Regions from separate parts of the Mus musculus genome. Here region 2 is linked to region 1. A link is a contact called in public promoter capture Hi-C data. All regions are on one chromosome and are shown on one strand. The core of a region is the stretch at or near the end of the contact, and the rest is flanking DNA. Distances in the headings are between cores, read along the strand shown. Region 1 has its middle 7.2 kb from the start of A930018P22Rik. Region 2 has its middle 24 kb from the start of Platr14.

The links. Promoter capture Hi-C pulls out the DNA fragments that hold promoters and counts their contacts.
Region 2: a promoter capture Hi-C map of liver shows a contact between it and region 1, with 4 times the contacts expected there. The contact joins two enhancer-like sites. A contact is called at or near these places in 10 of 39 promoter capture datasets (the 3T3-L1 cell line, cranial neural crest, embryonic stem cells and 3 more), 1 of 484 Hi-C or Micro-C datasets (nephron progenitors), 3 of 115 datasets of contacts at active chromatin or transcription factors (embryonic forebrain, embryonic stem cells and stem cell-derived neural progenitor cells) and 1 of 9 other capture datasets (embryonic stem cells).

What each region holds. Positions count from the first base shown.
Region 1 is chr2:104,127,936-104,132,087 of GRCm38.p6, forward strand. No RefSeq gene overlaps it. Among named protein-coding and RNA genes, the nearest start is that of A930018P22Rik, 7.2 kb to the left of the region's middle. Within about 2 kb of position 2,341, at least 41 of the 459 cell types and tissues checked have an H3K27ac peak or open chromatin away from gene starts, as enhancers often do. A contact at or near this core is called in liver, where this site is marked.
Region 2 is chr2:104,532,761-104,536,928 of GRCm38.p6, forward strand. No RefSeq gene overlaps it. Among named protein-coding and RNA genes, the nearest start is that of Platr14, 24 kb to the right of the region's middle. Within about 2 kb of position 2,176, at least 7 of the 459 cell types and tissues checked have an H3K27ac peak or open chromatin away from gene starts, as enhancers often do. A contact at or near this core is called in liver, where this site is marked.

The DNA of each region.
Region 1 (4,152 bases), core at 1,091-3,590:
GCACTAGTGATCTCTTTAAGAGCAATTTTGGTTGAGCAGTGGGACCAAGGCCTGAACAGGGTGATTCTAAGAGAGACTGGGAGCAGGTCAGTTGGAGCTAACAGGCGCTGGTCACTCCTTGGGGGTGGTTGAGAAGGAAAACACCCTGAGTTGAAGTTAGCAGAGCAGGCAGTGCCAAGAGAAGGCTGATTGTGATGGGAAGACAGCCGCGTGCTTCTGGTCTGAGGATGGTCACCTAGAAGAAAGTGATGGAGATGGAGAGAGTGGAAAGATGCTGTGTGTACCTGAGTCTGCAGAAAAGATGGTGTTTGTCTCCTCAGACAGAGTTCCACAGACTGAGTGAATTATGAAAGGCAGCTGTTTCTTACAGGAAACCCAAAGAGCAAGGCATTGGCAGGTTAGGAGCCTGGTCTCCTTCACGGTGGCACTTTGAAGATGAATCATCTGGAGGGGAAGAACACTGGGTCCTCCCTCATATGGCAAAGAGGGCCTAACAGGAGAGGGAATTTACTCTGGCAAACCGGTTTTATAGTGGCATTAATTTGATGAAAGAGAATGTGGGCCCATGACCTAAACACCCCCGTAAGGCCCTGTTTTCCATCATACACAGTTACACTGAGAGTTAAGCTTCCAAGATGAATCTTGGAGGGGACAGAAACAGTCACGTGACAGTACAGGTTATGTAGCACCCAGTAGAGAGAGACCAGCTTGAAGGGAGGCATAGAAGACTCACCTCAAACTGTGGGGATTGCCTGTGTGGTATGTGGGTATGGAGGCTGGGGGATGAATAAATGGGGTGGTGGGAATCCTGGAAGTTGTACACGTAGTGTGTGCAAGGATTTGTGTGGTAATCCCAGCCTGAGGACCCAAATCCGCATGCCTACGAGCATGCCTCAAATCTTTGAGTATTTCCAGCACGCCAGGCTGGAGACCCTGGAGCTGTGGGGCGAGGTGGGACTGGCAAGCTGCAGGGCTTGGGCTCAGTGTTCAAGGGAATAGCTCCCCAGTGTAAGCAGTCATTCCGTCATTGCCAAAGCTGGCGTGTGAGCACAAGGTCAGGTGGCAACCTGGTTTCTCAATCTCGGCAACTCATTCCGATGGTTCCAAAACACTGCGCAGGCCAAAAGGGTGAAAGAGGAAATTCCTTGAGTTGACAAACTTTGTTCTACTAAGACCCTTGCAGCCTGACAGTCACTCTGGATCCATTCCCCCAGTGCCTGGAAGAGGACAGACTTGAGTTCGGGTATGTTCAGTGCTTCTTGTTTTCCTTGAAAACTTTGGACTTTCAGACAGGTGACTGCTGGGGGCAATGAGAATCGGCCAGGAAAACCAGGTACAGAGCTCAGATGGAGACAAAGTGGGGAGGAGGGGGTAGGGGCTGTGATCCATTACCTCCAGAGAGTCCAGAGTCCAGAGAGCCCTCAGGGGCTACCCAGATAAGTGGCTCCGGCTAAGTGCTCAGGTGTGGCAGTGGACAAACATCTCATTTAATGCCTCCCACCACATTGTGGGGTAGGTCTCTCTGAGCAAGTTTTCTAAACAAGAAGCTAATGCTCCCCGGCCAGGTCACTTCCCTCCAGGCATAGTCAAGGAGCTACAGAGCTAGCTCAGAATCTAGGTCTGCTAAGGCTGCCCTACAGGTTTCTTCCTCAGTGAGCATGGCTGCAGAAACCCCAGAAAGCAGGACATAGTGGTCACCGTGGCCCAGCTTGGAAGGCTAAAGCACACGCATCATAGCATGTTTAAGACCATCTTGCTCCACACACTTCCAGGCCACCCAGGACTATGTAGCAAGACACTGTCTCAAAAGCCAAAACACACCAACCAGAACAGGGGCTGGGGAGACAGCTCGGTGGGTAAGAGTGCTCGCTGTGTACACATGAGGATCTGAGTCTGGATTCCGAGCACTCACACACAAAGCTGGGAACAGCTATGGTGCAGTAACTGCAGTGCTGGGGGCTGAAGAGGGTTGCTGGCCAGCAAGTCTAGCTCCAGGCTCAGCAAGAGACCCTGTGCCAAAGGAATAAGACAGCAATTGTGCAGGATACTTGATGTCTTCCTCCAGATTCAGTACATATTAACACACCTGGACATATACCACACACACTCACATACCACACACACACACACACACACACATCCCACACACTATCCTCCCAAAACCCAACAAAGCAAAACCCCAAAACTAAGAGCTGTAAAAGTTGTGTGTGACAACACAATGCAGAGATTGAATTCTGACCCCTCCCAGGTGTTCTCCTGGTACTCTTGAACTGATTAGGTGACACAGCAGGCCATGGAGGATGGTACGCCTGGCATTTGCTTGCCAGTGTCCACACACAACAGCCAGTTGGCGAGCACTGGGTGTAACCGCCTGCTCTGGGTCCCTGAGATAACCCAGCCCTACCCTCCTCAGACAGCTGCAGCAGCCAGACACAGACTTCATTCACACCCGCCAAAGTGGCCTCATTTCTTGCAGACTGCACATCTCAAGTACTAACTTGTCTGTGCTTGGAGCTGTTGTGGAAAATCAGAGGCTTTCAGTGGCTGACTGGGAACCAAAGCCATCATGGAAGGGCTGACAGTATTCTGGTATTACTCACTTACTTCAGCGCTGTGGGATCATACGATTGCTGATCATGTGATTGCTTCTCTGGAGACAAGACAGAGTGGGAGAAAGAAGCTGTTTCTCCAAAGAAAAAGATGCCTGGCAGTGAAGGAGACCATGATGGAAGCAACTGCCTAGGCTTAAAAAGGAGTAGAAGAGTCAGCTGCAGGTGTAGGAGAGCCAACTATCCATTTTTTCAGGAGTTCTACGAGCAATTTATCAAATGTAGTCACCATTAACAAACTTTTAGGGAGTCTGAGACAGGGAGTTGGGAGTCTGAGGTCTGTCTGAACTTCATAATAAATTCCAAGTCCAGGACTGGAGAGATGGCTCAGCAGTTAAGAGCACTGGCTGCTTTTCCAGAGGTCCTGAGTTCAATCCCAACAACCACACGGTGGCTCACTATAAAGAGATCTGATGCCCTCTTCTGCATGCAGGTGTACACACAGCAGAGCACTCATACACAAACAAAATAAGTAAAAATAAATAAATCAAAGTCCAACCTGAACCACACAGCAAGAACGAGTCTCAAAAGTTAAAGTCTCAAAAGTTAAAGTTAAATTGTATCAATTTACAACAGACTGGTGGCACAGCTCTGCCATCCCAGCCCCGGGAGGGTCAGGCAACAGGGTGCCCTCTTCTGGCCTCTTCAGGGACTGCATGTACATGGTGCATATGGCTAAATGCAGACACAAATAATGATAAATAAAACTTTTAAAAAATGACAACACATGTTGACAATTCTGAACTTCCTAATTATTTTGTTATATCTATGCTCAAGATAATTTACCCATGTTGGGTCTATAGGGTGGAAATAGCGCATAATTGCATCTCTTCCTGATGATGCACAGGGAGAATATTTACACTGTGAAAACAGGCACATGTACTGATGCGGGGTTGTCTTCCCCTTCCCCCAGGAGAATGTCGCTAAGCACCAGCACATCCCCAACTAAATGGGGAGCAAAAGCACAGCCTTGTTTGTAGCTGAGCTACAGGGGTAGCTGCTTGGGAGCAATCAAGGCCAAACTGAAATATATATAAGCTAGTTGCTTCCCCTGGCTTGATGTGTCCCCTCAGTTACGGAGGGGGAGAAGTCCTGAAAGAAGCAGCTGGTCCTGTCCACAGGGAAGGCAGACTGACCAGGGGCTGTCTAGCTATAGACGCAGGAGATAAAAGATTGCACACTGCTCCTGACTTCTGATGTGGTAGACCTTGTAAGCCAGGTGGAGGAACGTCCTGCAACCTGACCAGATTAACAAAGTCTGCTTTAAGTAAAGCAAGATAAAGGGCAAGGCAGAGACAGGAGCCTGTACACAGAGGCCAAAGGCCTTTGTCTACCACTGCTGACTGTTTTGAGCAAGACAGAACATGAAACCCACTAGGAATTGCAAGCAGCTGTTATGGGGTGACCCTTTGGTCATGTCGACAGAGTACTCTGGTGTAAGGGGCATCTCTCATTGCCTTATTATTTTAATCATTTGTGTGCTTCCCCGGTGCCAATGGAACCAGGCAAGATTTGGTGCCTGTAGGACCTGGCTTCTGGGAGC
Region 2 (4,168 bases), core at 926-3,425, 400 kb after region 1:
GCCAACAAGCTGGGGTTGTTGCAGTAGTGGGTGTGGCTTCAAAGGGCCTGCACTGATCACCCAACCCCAGCTTCTCTGTTCTTTTTTCATTCTCTTAGCAGCCCTAGTCATGTTAAGACCAGTCTGAGCCCCAGTACCATAAACAAAGACCAAAAAATAGTCAGTTATTTCAAGTTAGAGCCTTGCTCTTTAGAGGTATATCTTTTCTGTGTCAGTACACAAGTTTATAAAATAACATTTCCAACTATCTCCTTGCTCCTACACTGCTTTCTTGCTGCCTTTTCAGAAATACCCACTGTGAGCAGCTTAGTGTGTGTCTTTATAGTTCATTCTGTCTAACATATATATATACACACATATATATATATGTGTGTGTGTGTGTGTGTGTGTGTGCACATATATGTATATATACATACATATATAAAAATATAATTTGGCTTTTCCTTTTTTCTTTTGTTTCTAAAAACCTCAAAACGTCTAAGAAATGTATAAATGTAGCACAAAGAGTTTTTCCTTCAGAAATCATTAAAGAGTAAAATGTTGGGGATAGAGAGGTGACTCGGGTGGGAGTTTGTTGTACAAACATAAGGACCTATGCTGGAATCCCCAACACCTAAGTAAAAAGCTGAGCATGGCCATGCTAACCTGTCACCCTAGCAATGTGAGGACTGGAGACACAGTGAGGATCACTGTGCCTGCTGATTGTCAGCACAGTTCCAGGCCAGTGAGAGATCTTGTCTCCAGAAAATAAAACAAAGAACAATCGAGCAGGATACCTGAGAGTCTCTGGCCTTCTCAAATTCAAGCATACATGTGAATAGCACACATACACACAGCACGCACATGCACACACACAGGCACATGCACACACATAGCAGTAAGATGCTAACACAATGCCCTATACCATATACTCCAATGCTTAAGTATATATTTCTGCAAGCAAGGACATTCCGTGTAGCCTTAAAACCATCAAATGAAGGCCCACAAGATGGCTCAGCAGGCAAAGAGGCTTGCCAGCAAGCTTGAGATCTGAGCTCAATCCTGGGGCCCAGAAGAGAGTGCAGACTTCCACAAGTTGTCCTCTGACCTCCACTTGCTTCCACACTCAACCAACAGACACATAAACAAACAAATAGATCAGATGTAATAAAAAATATTATTAAAAAATGAGGAGGTTATTGTTGATTCATTTTTAGATCCCATCAACTGTCTTGACAAAGAGCTTGACTGTCATATCCATTTCCACTGGATGTTTTTTCTTGTTGTCCTGCTCTGTGAAGTTTCCGACTCCCTACTTAGTGAACAGGAGTGCTCTCTTCATAGACTCCAGAACCTACCTTCCCAGAGCCCATTCTATGGTCTGTGAGACCCCTCAAGCCCACATAGGCATAGAAACCAAGTGTGAGTTGTGTGAAGGCACAGATCTACAATCCAACACTAGGGAAGTGGGAGCAGAAGAGTGTCAGCTACTATGTTTGCCTGGCATCAGAGTGGGAGGGTCTCAGCACAAGAAGACACCAAGGCTTGGGATCAGGGTCCGAGGAAGGCGCCGAAGATATCATGTTGAGCCTCAAAGGTAGCAAAAAGAAGCCCCTGAGATAGGCCAAGAAGGAGGCCAAAGAGACAGATGAGGAAGATAAGGCTTTCAAACAGAAACAAAACACTCTTAACTTAATGCTTAGAAAAGAGGAAATGCTCATGTGAATCACAGCGGCCATGATGATTTTAGCCATTCACCTCTAAGGGCACCCCAGCTCTCATTTTAACCTAGGACGGAATCATTTCTTCCAAACCCTTTAAACTCCCAAAACCAGAGATGAGCTTCCAGAACGCCTCCTTATTTTTAAATAACACAAACAGTAATAGTATAACAGTAAGTTTTAAAAGAAACCAAACCTCCACAATCTTGCTAAACATGGTTTGTATTTTCTCTTGTATCTCCCTTTTGTCTCCTCATTTTGAAAGTGCAAACTAAAATAGTTGAATCCTGAGGCATGTATACACGCGTCTCCCAGTCACCTCAAGTAACATTATCTTGGGAGCTATTTTCCAAGTTACCACATAGTTTGCCTAATTATAAATTTTAGTGGTTGCACAATAATCCATATTTACTTGTCCCTCTTGCTATTCTTGCTATTTATCTAGGCTGTTTTTAACACAGAACTGTTAAACTAAGGCCACAGTCTTGTGTGCTCACAATGTTTCTCTTAGAATGTGTTGCCAAGGTCCGGGATTGCTGGGTCAAAGGCTATAAACATTTTATAACTTTTAATATTTAATGCCAAATTGCAGAAAGGTTTGCAAGAGTTTATAGTGTTAAAGGTTGGATTTTTTCATAGGAAAAGAAAAAGAAGAGTAGGCCTGGAATAATGCTGTGTATTAGTCAAGATTCACAGAACTTATAGAATAAATCTATCTCTATCTCTATCTCTATCTCTACCTCTACCTCTACCTCTACCTCTACCTCTACCTCTACCTCTACCTCTACCTCTACCTCTACCTCTATCTCTATCTCTATCTCTATCTCTATCTCTATCTCTATCTCTATATATGGGGATTTATTGGAATGACTTAGAGGCTATAGTTCAGCTAATCCAACAATGGCTAGCTGTGGACAGAAAGTCTAAGAACAGTAGTTGCTCAGTCCACAAGGTGTCCACTAGATGTCTTGGCTGGTCTTCAGTATATGCTAGAATCCCAAAGAAGTAAGCTCTAATGCCAGTGAAGAAATGGATCTGCTAGCAAGGTGAGGACAAGCAGGCAGAGAGCAAAGGCCTCCTCCTTTTATGTCCTTATATTAACTTTCAGCAGAAGATATGGTCCAGAGTTAAGGTATGTCTTTCCACTTCAAGATCTGGATCAAAGATATGTTTCTTCCAGCCTTAAGATCCGGATCAAAGGTGTGTGTCTTCCTACCCAAAGGTCAAGATTAGAAGTAGATTCACCCATTTCAAACAAAGAAAAAAAATCTCTCAAATGTGTACCCTCCCTTTCTGGATTGTAGTTCATTCCAGATGCAGTAAAACTGACAGCCAAATGTAGCCATCCCATGGTGACCCACGCCTTCTTTAATCCCAGCACCTAGAGATGGAGACAGGAGAGTCAACAGTTGAAGATCATTCTTGGCTACACAGCAACTTCAGGTCAGGATGGGCTACAATGAGACCCTGTTTCAATCATCATGGCCCATCACCCACCAAAAAGAGCAAAGGGTCAAGTCAAAAATAGGACCTCTTAATGAAACTCTGCCCATAGAGGTTTCATGCAAAGCTACATAGCTCATTTTTCTACCCTACTTGGACTTCATGCTGGGCTTACATTTTAACCTAACCTAGAACATGTTTATTGCTAGGTATGGTGAACACTTTCATATAAACTTTTGTTACCTGTACTGAGAGTTGATTTTAAAATAGTTTTTCAGCCTGTCATGGTGGCATACACCCACAATCTCACTACTTGGGTGGCAATAGGGTCACAGGTCAGCCTAGTCTACATATTGAGTTCCAGGTTAGATAAAGCTGCAAAGTTGGACCTTGTCTTGAAAGGGGTTGGGGGTGGGTGCCACAAGGTTCCAGCTCAGCACACTTTCTTATCAACTCTGTCCCAGAGAGAGACCTGCGAAAGGGGAGCTGTGGCCTGATTTCAGGAAGGGGGGAGGCAGCTAAACAGTGTGTAGGTGAGGTTGAAAATGAAGCTTCGTTTCCAGCATCTCTGAATCTCTTCACAGAACTGTGGTTGGTACCAGATAAGAATGTCTTTGCGGTAGGAAAACATGACAGTATTCATGGCTTACTGCTTCTTATTCTTTTCATCACATACCCCCTCTCCCTTCCCCCAGAAAGACCAGCTGAATTCAACAAGAATTTCAGGAGGCCACCAGCACAGGAACAAAATGACGGGGCCCCCAGGAGACCAAGAAGAATTAGCGTGGGCAGCCCACACTTATTGCATTTGCCCTAGCTCTGCTTTTCCTCCCAGGGGTCTGAGCTGGATTTAACTAGTATAGCAAAGTGGCACTGGAATTGACCTTCTGGAATATTCCTAGCTCCAGCAAATGCTAACAGTGGAGTTTAAATAAAATAAAATAAAATAAAATAAAATAAAATAAAATAAAATAAAATACAACAACAACAACAACAAAAACAAAACAAAAAACAAAAAACCCTAT